Regions from separate parts of the Pan troglodytes genome. Here region 1 is linked to region 2. A link is a contact called in public capture Hi-C data. All regions are on one chromosome and are shown on one strand. The core of a region is the stretch at or near the end of the contact, and the rest is flanking DNA. Distances in the headings are between cores, read along the strand shown.

Evidence for each region. Capture Hi-C pulls out chosen DNA fragments and counts their contacts.
Region 1: a contact with region 2 is called in a capture Hi-C map of stem cell-derived neural stem cells, with 3 times the contacts expected there. The contact joins two enhancer-like sites. A contact is called at or near these places in 3 of 7 Hi-C or Micro-C datasets (induced pluripotent stem cells and stem cell-derived neural progenitor cells), 1 of 1 datasets of contacts at active chromatin or transcription factors (stem cell-derived excitatory neurons) and 1 of 1 other capture datasets (stem cell-derived neural stem cells).

Annotation. Positions count from the first base shown.
Region 1 is chr21:60,043,550-60,050,356 of NHGRI_mPanTro3-v2.0_pri, reverse strand. No RefSeq gene overlaps it. Among named protein-coding and RNA genes, the nearest start is that of ZNF217, 140 kb to the right of the region's middle. Within about 2 kb of position 4,391, at least 9 of the 24 cell types and tissues checked have an H3K27ac peak or open chromatin away from gene starts, as enhancers often do. A contact at or near this core is called in stem cell-derived neural stem cells, where this site is marked.
Region 2 is chr21:59,876,027-59,882,812 of NHGRI_mPanTro3-v2.0_pri, reverse strand. It overlaps ZNF217 (zinc finger protein 217), which reads left to right. Exons shown (of 8, transcript XM_063802617.1): 4 at 1,110-2,817; 5 at 5,846-5,962. The coding sequence starts at 1,452. Among named protein-coding and RNA genes, the nearest start is that of ZNF217, 28 kb to the left of the region's middle. Within about 2 kb of position 1,647, at least 3 of the 24 cell types and tissues checked have an H3K27ac peak or open chromatin away from gene starts, as enhancers often do. A contact at or near this core is called in stem cell-derived neural stem cells, where this site is marked.

The DNA of each region.
Region 1 (6,807 bases), core at 3,142-5,641, 160 kb before region 2:
GACCAGCCTGGCCAACATGGAGAAACCTCATCTCTACTAAAAATACAAAATAGCCGGGCGTGGTGGCGTGCACCTGTAATTCCAGCTGAGGCAGGAGAATCACTTGAACCCAGGAGGCGGAGGTTGTAGTGAGCCAAGATCACACCACTGCATTCCAGCCTGGGCGACAGAGTGAGACTCTGTCTCAAAAAAAAAAAAAAAAGAAAAGAAAAGAAAAGAAAAGAAATGTGTCCACAGTCACACGACTTTAAATGGCAATTCTTCATTGCACATGTGGGGCATGTGACTTCCCACTGGCATATTAACATCACATAGAATATCTGTAAGCCCATTTAGACTCAAGTGAGGCATTCTGAAAGCAATTCCCAAGTTTAGTGGTATCCACTCTGTTTATTTCAATACGTGGCTCTCAAGACCATAATTAGAGAAAGATAGTTTATTAAGGACATAGCTTAATGGTACAGTTTATTCAAGCACCAGCATCTTTCCATGCTAAAAACTGAGTGAAGACATAATCCATTGCTAAAAAAAACCCTGGTGCCTTTTCTGGGATATGTAGTCCATGGTATTTCTTAATGAGTCTCCAATGGCTACTCTGCCCCCCCATAAACTCCCATGAAGGAGTTTATGACCCAGTCCAAAAACTCTGGCCTGGTTCTATCACATGCTTAATTTTGCCTTCTTGGTGCTTCCTGTGTACCAAGTACTTCATATACAATTCAACCTTTAATCCTCATCACAAGCCTTTGTGTGAGTTCAGCAGCATCATGCCAGTTTTTTAGATGGAGATACAGAGACTCAAAGACATTGAGGATCCTCCCCAAAGTCTCACAACTAGTGTGTGTGGGAGCCACAGCATCACCACAAACAGGAAGTATGGCCCCACACCAGGGCTCCCAGCCAACAGAAAGGAGTCCATTGCATTTTAGCCCTGCCTCCGCTTGCCACGCAGAGCTCTTGAAGATCCCCTTCAACGCCATCAACCCAAAAAGGCAGCTCCTGCCCTGGGCTGCAGAGGGAGATCCTCTTTTTCTAATTAGCACAGAGTTCTCAAATGGGTTTGTGTTGGTGGAAGCCAGCTTAAAATGGAATGAATCCATGCCTAAAGGTATGTTTGCATGTATCACCAAGGCAAGGATGGCGACTGAGTTTTTCTTCCTTACCAGACTTCAATAAGTTTCTTCACCCCTCTATGCCTCAGTTTTCCCAACTATAAGGTGAGGATAATAACAGCATCTACCTCATAGGGCTGATGTGAGCACTAAATGAATTAATACTTGTAAAGCAATGTAAAGCACCTAAAATAGTGCCTGACATATATGTGAGCTGTGATTATTATTATTATTGTTATTTTTACATCACTTTTGCACATGCTAGAAACCCATTATTTGCTACACACAGACACACACACACAGACACACACACGCACACACACACACACACACAGAGAAACAGAATTCCTAATTTGCATGTTTTGCATTTGGCCCAGGTTACTTTTATTTGTTTTTCCTTAAGCAAAGACCAACAGATCATCAAAAGGCATATCTAGATTCTGCCTTTTGAATTACTGTTGTAATGAAAAGGGACTCAACATTTAGATCAAAGTCCATATTTAAGACAATGTAGCCTAAAAGTTAAGCAGGGTGGGGCGGGGGGGCGGGGGGAATAAGAACCAATCCCATTCTTTTGTTTCCTGCTGTGCTGTGTCATAGTTGTTTTCCATTCTCTGATTCAGGTTTCTTTCTGTAAATGAAGGGCACACCCCTGGAATAAACGGAGCCTACGATTGTCTAGAATTATTATCTGTGTCTGCAGAATCACATTGCCACCCACTCGCAGGGATCTAGTACGGTTCTCTAAGACCAACAGCTGCACAACCTGCTCAGGTAATAAACAAAGCAAAAATAGTCAAGTTCCTGGCAAGACTTACAAATGCTTCTGGCACGTACCTGATGACAAAGGCAAAATGAATCCCTTCCCAAAAGTCTTAAGTAAGGATTTGGGGTGAATTGTGCTTAAGTAAGCCTCCTCTCTGGATATTTTATTGAGCTTATCGAGATTTTTTCCATAACTTTTAGTACAAGATGAATCCTGGAGGAGATGCTTGAATACAACCTGCTAGGAACTATACTTGCCTTCACTGAAAGGTTGAGTAAAACAGACTAGGAATCCTAAACTCTCTGACCAATTGTTTACATGCATGAGTTAGCCTTTTATGCATTTTCTCCCGCGTCTATAACACGAAGATTGTTTACTCTGACAACCTCCCAGGTTGCTAAGAGAATCGAATAAGAAATAATATGATCATAGTGCTTTGAAAAGGACAGTAACAAAACCTAACGTTTCGATCAAGCTTTCAAAGGACCTTTTCTTTATTTTATTTGATATATAGAAACAAAATGTTTTTTGTTTGAGCCTCATTTAATATGGACATATTCTAAAAGGTGATGGCACACAGACTGTTTCTAACACAATCCTGTAGCCTGAAAGCCCCAGGGACACTGACGAATTTTGCCAACAAGAAGACTATCTTATAAAGTTAAAAATCCCAAACTTAAGAAAATCATTTCCCCCTTGACAAGTCTTAATCAAAATCTGCCCATGCTGGTCATTTATTCTTTCAGCACATGTGATTGAGATTCCAGTAATTAAGTACGCTCTTCTCCTAAGAAAAGCCTGTTTCAGGTTCATAACCAGGAAAGCTTCTCAACCGGAGGTGTTGCCGGCAGCCACCATTTGTTGAATTACTGGTGTCCCTGCAAGTGGAGATGAGGCAGAAGGGGGGCGCCTGTTCCCAGCTTTACCTACCATCACCACCTTCCTTGGGCTCCTCTTTCTCTTCCTATTTTCTACTTAACCCAATTTATAAGGAATAAGTTAAACAAAAGTAACAAGCAAGTAGTGAAACTTCACTTAAAACAATCTAAAAGCCAGGATGCAACCTGATTGTTTTACAATAGATTAACCAAAGACCCCAATTTTTTTGCACACAGTCTCAAGCATCCTCAAGGGCCTAGTGCATCTCTCTTAGGCTCTGGAAGAGGCTGGTTTTTAAACAGGATTGTTTTTCTTTAATATTTAAAGATATTGTTTTATGCCTTCATCTAGTATGATGTGTATTTTAAAGAATAGAATGTAAACAACATTAGTCATTTGGATGTTTCCTATGCTTTAAATACACACACACACATACACACACACACACACACACACCACCACAGCAGTAAGCTGAAAGAAGAGCTAATAACTTTAATAAAAGTTAAATAAAAGAAGAGTTAATAACTTTAAACAGAGGTCGAGAGAAAGCATCAAACATTTATTTTTTGTTCAACAGGGAAATTTCAATACTGCTTTATGGAGTCTACCTCGTTCCGGGCGGGGTAGAATTCCAGATTGGCTTCCAAACATGATTTCACGAGGAATGCCTCGAACCAGGAAGTTCTTTCATGTTCTGAAGCCTCCTGATTCTTAGAAATTAAAGGGCTTTCTGTTTATTATGTAGTTGTTTGCTTGGGTGTTTGCTTTTGCCAGTTGACTTTATTTATTTTTATTTTAGATTACAGAAGTAAAGGAAAAACACTGTAGTATATATGACTGAAAATAGAACCTCACCCTTCTCTCCCTCTGACATGGCTTTCCCCACCCCCACCCCATTTTTTATTTACTTCCTGTGTTAATGGTAAGAGAGTATTCTTCTCGTCCTTTTTAAAATATTTTTACACATCTAAACATACACACACGTGCAAATACATGTCCTTTTTTTAAACGTAGAGGAAATCATACAGTATTCACCTTTCTACAACTGTGTTTCAATCAACAATATTGCTTGATGGTCTGTCCTTGGCCAAACCTATAGCCTATCTTTTTCCTGAGGCTTTTTTGAAGACTTTTGCTCACTTAAAACCACGTTGATTTTCCACTGCCTTCTAGAGGCAACCTCACCTCCTCTCAAGGAAGCTTTCAAGCACGCAAAGCAGGCTCACTTCCTCTCTTGGCTGGAGGAAATTAGGCCTTCACACTTTCAGAAATAGCATCACTGTACCCCATTGCCTTATTCTGGTCTAAGTACCCAACAGACAAATTATCCTTTTCCTGTTAGCTGTGACTTTGAGTTTTCAGGACCGGAGCAGTTCCTAAAGTCAGAGAGAGAGAACGGTAATCATTTTTTACAGGGAGTGTGTCTTGATGGAGACAGAGGTTTAACCAGTGACAAACTGCTCAGCACAGCCCTGCCTGGCTGGAAAAGCATCTGTTTTCACTTCCTCGCCTGGTTACTAGTGGGTTCTGTCGCCTCATTCATAAAGATGAGATCGCTGAAACAATAGGCAGCCACAAAGCTCCAGGAAATATAACAGCATGCAGCTCCTCTCCAAGGTGTGAGTCTGTGTGTGTGTGGTGTGTGTCCGTGCATGTTTCGCACGCACACTTACAGCTGCAGCACGGGGCTTAGAAAGATGTTCTGCCAGAGAAAGATAGGAATCTCCCTAGCAGCAGGCAAAACAGCCCAGGAATTGGAACAAGGCCCAGTCAGCCTCCTTTACTCTTTCGTTCATGCAGTTAATAAGCATCAGTCTACCTCTCTTAAGAGAGCCTAGTGGTTAGAGACTCAACTCAGAACTCCGATCCCTGGATTCCAGTCCAGGCACTGACACTCACCGGCGCTGGTATTTAGTGTCTCTATTCCTCAGCTTTAAAATGACGTAAAATATACATCCAAATTTATTATCCAAACCCTTATAGCCCAATACACTTTGGAATTCTACACTTTTTGTATTTTAGAAATGTGATGCGGTGCCTATATCTGATATTACATTGCACCTCCAGCGGGGTGGGGGCAGCACTCCCTGTGCCATCTGATACATCAATATATCCACAAAGAAACATACAAAGATCTGGCCAGGCGCACTGGCTCACGCCTGTAAGCCCAGCACTTTGGGAGGCCAAGGCGGGCAGATCACAAGATCAGGAGTTCGAGACCAGCCTGGCCAACATGGTGAAGCCCCATCTCTATTAAAAATGCAAAAATTAGCTGGGTGTGGTGGTGGGTGCCTATAATCCCAGCTACTTGGGAGGCTGAGGCAGGAGAATCGCTTGAATCCAGGAGGCAGAGGTTGCAGTGAGCTGAGATCGTGCCATTGCACTCGAGCCTGGGTGACAAGAGCAAGACTCCCTCTCAAAGAAAAAAAAAAAAGAAAGAAACATACAAAGGTCGCATTAAATGTGAGAAATACAGGCCGTGCTGGGATTACAGGCATGAAATATTTCTCACATTAAACATGGCGAAACCCCGTCTCTACTAAAAATATAAAAATTAGCCAGGTGTGGTGACGGCTGCCTATAATCCCAGCTACTCGAGAGGCTGAGGCAGGAGAATTGTTTGAACCCGGGAGGTGGAGGCTATAGTGAGCTGAGATCGCACCACTGTACTCCAGCCTGGGTGACAGCGCAAGACTCTATCTCAAAAAAATAAAAATAAATAAAGATTATTAGTAGACGTAGAGAGCCGAAGAGAGTCTCCCTGCTACTCCCAAAATTCATGTCTGCCCAGAACCTCAGAATGGTACCTTCTTGGACATAGGATTTTTGCAGATGTAATTGAGTAAGATGATATCATACAGGATTTGGGTGACCCTAAATCCCTCAGGAGGACTGGAAATCAATTTTTGACATTTTCAGTTTCTGTGGTGAAAAACCAATACTGCTTCCTACCAAGAATAACAGGGGAGAAACTCCCCAAGTTTAACAAGCAGGTTCAGATGGGAGACCAAGGATAAGTGCCCCCTACAGTTGATAAAGACCCCTAATCTCAGAACTTTCTGGACACAGAAAAGCAAGAACTTGGATAACTGTTTTTTTTTTTTTTAATCTAATGCAGCCTACACTGGCCAAAGACCCTGTTTAAATACTTTTTCAACGTTGTCATTTAAATGTAAGACTCAAATCACTGATAGATGTCCTTAATTTCTAGAAAAGCCTTAGGTAAAAGATTCACCATACCCCTGGAATATATTATTTTGGTGTGGGTGGCACTGTTGTGTAGCTGTTATTTTCCCAGGCTCTGCCTCTGTCTTTGAGAGCATCACTTAAGCTCTGTAAGCCTTGATCTGCGAAATCAGGATGAGGATAATGGCAGACAACATTTACCAAGAGCTTGCTGTGTGCAGGCAGTAGACTGTGTCTCACATGCCTTCTTACTTAATCATCACCATCATTATCCCCATGTTGCATATGAGGCCCCTTCTTGACAACTGCAGAGGGGAAAACCAACAGCACTATTTTCTACTTTGAGCTGTGCTACACCACTGCTTGTAAAGTTTTAACAACTTACCTAGCAACTGACAAACTTACACAGCTAGTGAGCAACAAACTAGATTTGAACCCAGCTCTTATCCAATCAGTGCCTCCTTTTTCTTGTCTGTACCTCTACCTTGTAAAATCAGAAAAGCACAGAAAGCACAGGAAGCCATATGGCTGAGAGCACACACACACACACACACACTCACACACACAGATGCACGCACACAGACACACATGCGCACACACACACGCAGACTGGTATTACTTTATTTCTGACAAGTTCTCTGAACAGCAGTCATAGCACTCTTTATTCCTCTCCTTTTTTTTAAATAAGTGCCCACTGTCTGCCAGGATTTTAACTACGTCATCCCTATTCTTGCCACAAGCCCTGTGGTAGACATAGTTGGTTACCAAATCTGTACTTTACTTGAACATACTTCAGTGTAATTAATCAGCGAGCTAAACTATCCATACAGTGAGTCTAAGCTCGGCTGTATAATAAGAGGGGTC
Region 2 (6,786 bases), core at 398-2,897:
GTAGTTTGCATGCCTTTTGGTTTTCTTGGGTGGAATTAACTGACTTAAGTTTTAAGTAGTTGGGACTATTTAGAAACAATGCCTATCCAATGTTTGCCATAAAGGCAGAGGGTATTGGCTTTAGAAGTTAATTCTTCTCCAGGAGTGAAAATTAGCTTCTAAACCAGAAGCAGCAGAGCTAAATAAAGTAATTTTCCACCTGGCCAGTGCATGATGTGAAAGGTAGATTAAAAAAATGAGAGGACCCATTTTCTGATGAAAGACTAAGCCATGTTGAAACAGCCCTGTTGAGGATTTTATTTTAAATCTATACATTCACAAAGGAGCTTTGTGTATGTCTTTCCCTATTTGTTGTTTGGACTAGGAAGCCCCACCCAGTGCTTGTTGAAGGCAGAAAGTTGTTGAAAGCAAGCCGGGATTTGAACAGTGGATTGAGGTTTCGAATATCCAGTGAACCAAAATATATCAGGGTTCCCCTGGCCAAGACGAGTGACCATTCTGAGGTGTTAAGTATTTCTTGAATGGGGGATTTTAGGAAAAGTTTCTGTATTTCTGTGCTCATTTTGTTGACCTCTGTATGTGCAAAATCTCTAAGGGGGTGTTTGGGCACTTAGATTTCTTGGATGCAGATTTGTTTGTATATGAAACAAATTTTAAATTGTTTTGTATACACTGGATTTAAAATATTTTAGTTTACTAAAGTGTTCTAATTTTTTCATCTTAATTTTCACAGTTCTTATAGTCTTTAGATTTAGGGAGGCTGTTGATGGCATCCACATGTGCATTTTAGTGGCATTTAAAATGTATTCAGCTGAATTTAACAATTTCTGACCTAAAACTTGACATTTTAGATTTAAGTCGGTAAAGCACTGATTTAAACTGGCTTTTAACTGGATGAAATTCTGATTTAATAAGTGTACTGACTGGATAAAATGCCAGTGATTTAATTAACAAGCACGTTTAACAGGATGCCCTATATATTAGTTAAAAGTGAAGCAATTGAATTAGGTACCTTCTCTGCTGTGTGGAAAAGACCGTATGACTCACCCACACCAGCCTTCTCTTTGCTCTGAGTGTAGCTAACCGTTTCTGTTTTTTTTTTCCTCTAGGGTTTGGAAATCCCTTGTCTCCAGGTTGCTGGGATTGACTTCTTGCTCAATTGAAACACTCATTCAATGGAGACAAAGAGAACTAATGCTTTGTGCTGATTCATATTTGAATCGAGGCATTGGGAAGCCTGTATGCCTTGTTTGTGGAAATAACCAGTGACACCATCACTGAGCTTCCTAAAAGTTCGAAGAAGTTAGAGGACTATACACTTTCTTTTGAACTTTTATAATAAATATTTGCTCTGGTTTTTGGAACCCAGGGCTGTTAGAGGGGTGAGTGACAAGTCTTACAAGTGGCCTTATTCCAACTCCAGAAATTCCCCAACGGAACTTTGAGATTATATGCAATCGAAAGTGACAGGAAACATGCCAACTCAATCCCTCTTAATGTACATGGATGGGCCAGAAGTGATTGGCAGCTCTCTTGGCAGTCCGATGGAGATGGAGGATGCCTTGTCAATGAAAGGGACCGCTGTTGTTCCATTCCGAGCTACACAAGAAAAAAATGTCATCCAAATCGAGGGGTATATGCCCTTGGATTGCATGTTCTGCAGCCAGACCTTCACACATTCAGAAGACCTTAATAAACATGTCTTAATGCAACACCGGCCTACCCTCTGTGAACCAGCAGTTCTTCGGGTTGAAGCAGAGTATCTCAGTCCGCTTGATAAAAGTCAAGTGCGAACAGAACCTCCCAAGGAAAAGAATTGCAAGGAAAATGAATTTAGCTGTGAGGTGTGCGGGCAGACATTTAGAGTCGCTTTTGATGTTGAGATCCACATGAGAACACACAAAGATTCTTTCACTTACGGGTGTAACATGTGCGGAAGAAGATTCAAGGAGCCTTGGTTTCTTAAAAATCACATGCGGACACATAATGGCAAATCGGGGGCCAGAAGCAAACTGCAGCAAGGCTTGGAGAGTAGTCCAGCAACGATCAACGAGGTCGTCCAGGTGCACGCGGCCGAGAGCATCTCCTCTCCTTACAAAATCTGCATGGTTTGTGGCTTCCTATTTCCAAATAAAGAAAGTCTAATTGAGCACCGCAAGGTGCACACCAAAAAAACTGCTTTCGGTACCAGCAGCGCGCAGACAGACTCTCCACAAGGAGGAATGCCGTCCTCGAGGGAAGACTTCCTGCAGTTGTTCAACTTGAGACCAAAATCTCACCCTGAAACGAGGAAGAAGCCTGTCAGATGCATCCCTCAGCTCGATCCGTTCACCACCTTCCAGGCTTGGCAGCTGGCTACCAAAGGAAAAGTTGCCATTTGCCAAGAAGTGAAGGAATCGGGGCAAGAAGGGAGCACCGACAACGACGATTCGAGTTCCGAGAAGGAGCTTGGAGAAACAAATAAGGGCAGTTGTGCAGGCCCCTCGCAAGAGAAAGAGAAGTGCAAACACTCCCAGGGCGAAGCGCCCTCCGTGGACGCGGATCCCAAGTTACCCAGTAGCAAGGAGAAGCCCACGCACTGCTCCGAGTGCGGCAAAGCTTTCAGAACCTACCACCAGCTGGTCTTGCACTCCAGGGTCCACAAGAAGGACCGGAGGGCCGGCGCGGAGTCGCCCACCATGTCTGTGGACGGGAGGCAGCCGGGGACGTGTTCTCCTGACCTCGCCGCCCCTCTGGATGAAAATGGAGCCGTGGATCGAGGGGAAGGTGGTTCTGAAGACGGATCTGAGGATGGGCTTCCCGAAGGAATCCATCTGGGTAAGCTGCCCTGTCTCCGTCCCGTGCTGTTCCGCCTGTGTCTGTCTGTCTGTCTGTCTGTCTCCCCGTCTCCCCCTCTCTATTCCCATCTCCAGACAACGCTGGCCAGGAATGGGGTTTGGAGAGCCAGAGTCACGTCCAGGCTCTTTTTGGTATCACTCTGTATAAGTCATTTAACCTTTCAGGGCCTTAATTTTCTCATTTCTGTAATAACAGGGTTGAGTTAAGAGGTCTCCTTGTTCTGAAAAAATATATATATTTTTTAAACGTGTATCGTTTTGCTCACAAAACACACTTTAAAAAAAAAATAACTTGTGCATCCAGCCCAAATGCACTGCTTCTTAACTGGGGCGATTTTGTTCCCAATCAGTATCTGGCAATGTCTGGAGGCATTTTGGTTGTCATACTGTGTGTGTGGGTGTGCCTGCTGGCATCCAGTGGGCAGAGGCCAGGGACAATGCTCAGCATGGTACAGTGCACAGGACAGCCCCATCAAAGAATTATCTGGTCCCAAATGTCAATAGTTTGAGCATTGAGAGACCCTAGCCTTCACTTAAGTTTTTCTGGCGTTCCTGATCTTTTTCTGTAGTGAATTTCTAGTGGCCATAAAAGGTACTGGGAGTGATGATCAACTAGAGCCAGGAATATTATTTGGGCAGCCGTTTGGTGCTGTCCAAAATGTTGTCCTTTCTGTCTGGCAAGCTAGTATCCATTTATAGGTACCTCAGGAACCCAAATGATTTGTCATAAAATACAAGGAATGTGAGCACACTGAAGACATTTTTAAGAAGGCTCATTTGCTCAGCAGAATTTTCAGTGTACTAATGGCATTTATAGAAAGAGAAGGTGATCACTGAAGGCATGCTCACATAATATTCCTGAGCCCTGGTGGGCGTTATCTAGGGCAAAGGATTCCACCTGTGTTTGGAGTTGCGCCCATCCTCACTGTAGCCAGAGCTTCTCCTATCAGAGTTTAATATTTTGTTTGAATAGAGGATCTTGCTGCTTAAAAACAGTTGAAAAGACCCTGATGGGCAGGCCGTAATTGACAAGCGAATGATGGGAACATGAATCGGTCTTAGGGAAGCATCTGTCAAAGTGGTCCTCGGTTAAAACAAGTGCCTCCTCCTCTCAGTGTCACTTGATTGTGTGCTTGAATTCTTCGGAAAACTGGGTGTATGAGACCCACGATGAATTTGCCAACACGATTGATTGGACTCTTCCTTCACCTGCTCTTCAGCCAGTGCCAGTTCCTTTTCTGATCATGTGATTGGCGTGAGAACTGTAGTCTGTATATCAAATCTTTAGAATGTTTTTGAGTTTCCTGGGACACAGGAAACCCAGCACTTAGCATACTACAAATCTAATGTCTTAATGGCATCATAAAAAGAGGCTTTAAACACAGACTCCAGTTAGCTAAGTGGTTTCTGCTAGTGCCGGTACCGTTGCAGGGGCCCTGTGAGATGCCCCAGTTCCCTGAAAGAAATGAAAAGGCCAGTTACCGGTAGGTGGTGTGGAAAACATGGGCTAGATCATCAGGCAGGACAGAATGCCTGGCTGTGGGTGGGAGCACCCCAGCTTGGCGTTGAGTTCTGGTTCTACCACTGCGTTGTTTTGTGACCAATTATGAGTTGCTTAACCTTTCTTTGCTACTATTTCCCTGTTTGCAAAATGGTTCATTGACCCCTGTCTTCCACCTCCCAAGGACAATTTCAACAGCCTATTTGTAAAAAGATCACAGTCCTTTAAAAAATATAACTGTAAAGTCAGAGGTGATGCTTGAAAGAGCGGGAACCAGGTAGATGTGGAAATGTCATGTCTTTTGTTCTAAAGAAAAGGCATTTCATAGCTTTTTGGATATGACGCAACATACCATAAATCCTGACACATAGTTGGGAGCCGGAAATTGCAACAACGCCCAGTTATAAACCCAGCTAGTTTGGGTATGATTGTAAGAAAAAAAAGCTGGCCATTCTGTATTTGGGGAATTGATTTGCCTAAACTTATATTATCTTAGTAGTCTAGATTTATCATATTGTACTATCATCCTGGCTTTTTTAAGACTTAAGAAGATCAAGGAAATTTTTTTTTCTTTCTTTAGACACTATATAGATAGATCATCAAGGGTGTCTTTGTCTTACAGGTGGATAGTGATATGCTCTACAGTGAGGGGACATTTATTTAAAACTTAAACATTCATGTGTTTTGGGGGTGGTATTTTAACGGCAGCACCTCTGATTGTCTTTTGGAGGGCTGGTGTGTGTTTGAAGTTCTGTCCTCCTTCCAGTGGACTCTAACTTCTACTGATGCACGTGAGACACATTGTCCTATTGTCCTGCAGAAACTAAAGCCAAGCACTGTGTCATTTCGGGACAGGTTTTCATTTGTCAGATCTGTTTCGCCCACATGAGTGTTTGTGGACAATACAGCCTGCTTTCCAAAACTTTGCTAAATTTTGACAAACTTTCCTAGGTGCTTGCCCAATGCCAAACTTTCTTTTCTGTTGAAGATTAAGTTGTGCTTGCTGCCCTCTAGTGGTCAGTTGTTTAATCCTAACCTTAAACGGCTTATTTTTCCCCTGGTGGTTGGGAAGTTGACGTTTTGTAATTGGCTCATTTTTCTAAATTATTCTGAAGAAGATAATTTTTCCCGCCAGTATGTATGTCCACCTTCAGTTTGCCAGATCCTGCCTGCTCAGAGACACTGAGAACCGGAAGCTGCCCGGGCAATTCAGTCTATGAAATGATCTTTCTTGTGATTAAGGCAAACGAAGAACTGAATGTTTAATAGTGTACTCTGCTGTACCCAGAAAAAAACAAAACAAAATCATGTTATAACACTCTAAAACTTCAAACAACCTCAAACAGCATTTGGTGTGTGTCTAGCCGTTTTGTTCTAACCTGATGTTATATAAAAGAATTTTTTCATGCTTTCCAAAAATGTTTATGTCAAGAATATTTAAGTCAGCATGCCTTATTCAGGTACTTCAGCTACCTTCTTATATAAATATTTTTGTTTTTCCTTTAAGATAAAAATGATGATGGAGGAAAAATAAAACATCTTACATCTTCAAGAGAGTGTAGTTATTGTGGAAAGTTTTTCCGTTCAAATTATTACCTCAATATTCATCTCAGAACGCATACAGGTAAAGAACTTTTATTTTTTTAACCATGCATTAGTTAAATTATGTAGTTATCTAATTTTTTTGTTGTTGTTGTTCAGATAACTCTGCCAGATCCTTGGACTAGCTTAAGGATAAATATGTAGCATGTTGATTGCAGTGGTTATTTTTATTCTTTTAGTGCCATTGTAACTTGAGCCATTGTTCTTATTTGCAGTTGATTTCTTTTCTTTCTTTTTTGTTTTTTGAGACGGAGTCTTGCTCTGTCACCTAGGCTGGAGTGCAGTGGTGCAATTTTGGCTCACTGCAGCCTCCACCTCCCTGGTTCAAGCAATACTCCTGCCTCAGCCTCCCCAGTAGTTGGGATTACAGGTGCCTGCCACCACACCCAGCTAATTTCTGTATTTTTAGTAGAGATGGGGTTTCACCATGCTGGCCAGGCTGGTTTCGAACTCCTGACCTCAAGTGATCCGCTCACCTTGGCCTCCCATAGTGTTGGCCTCCCATAGTGCTGGGATTACAGGCGTGAGCCACCGCGCCCGGACAAAGTTCATTTGTTTAGTTTATGACTGCTATATCCTGACTCTTATCTTATTAAAAGCTACAGTATTTTAAAATGCTGCATCTTATGTCTTTATGATTGAGAATGAAATGAGAATCTATTTAGTAGTCTTGAGATTGTGAAAGGAGCTATGACATCATGATGTAGGAGGCTGCGTAGATTTGAAATTTCATCTCTTCCACTTACTATCTGTGCGCCCTTGGGCAAGTTATTTAACCTTTTTGTGCTTTTAGTTTTCTTTGCTGTAAAAGTAGAATAATACATATTTCCCTAGGGCTGTTAGGAA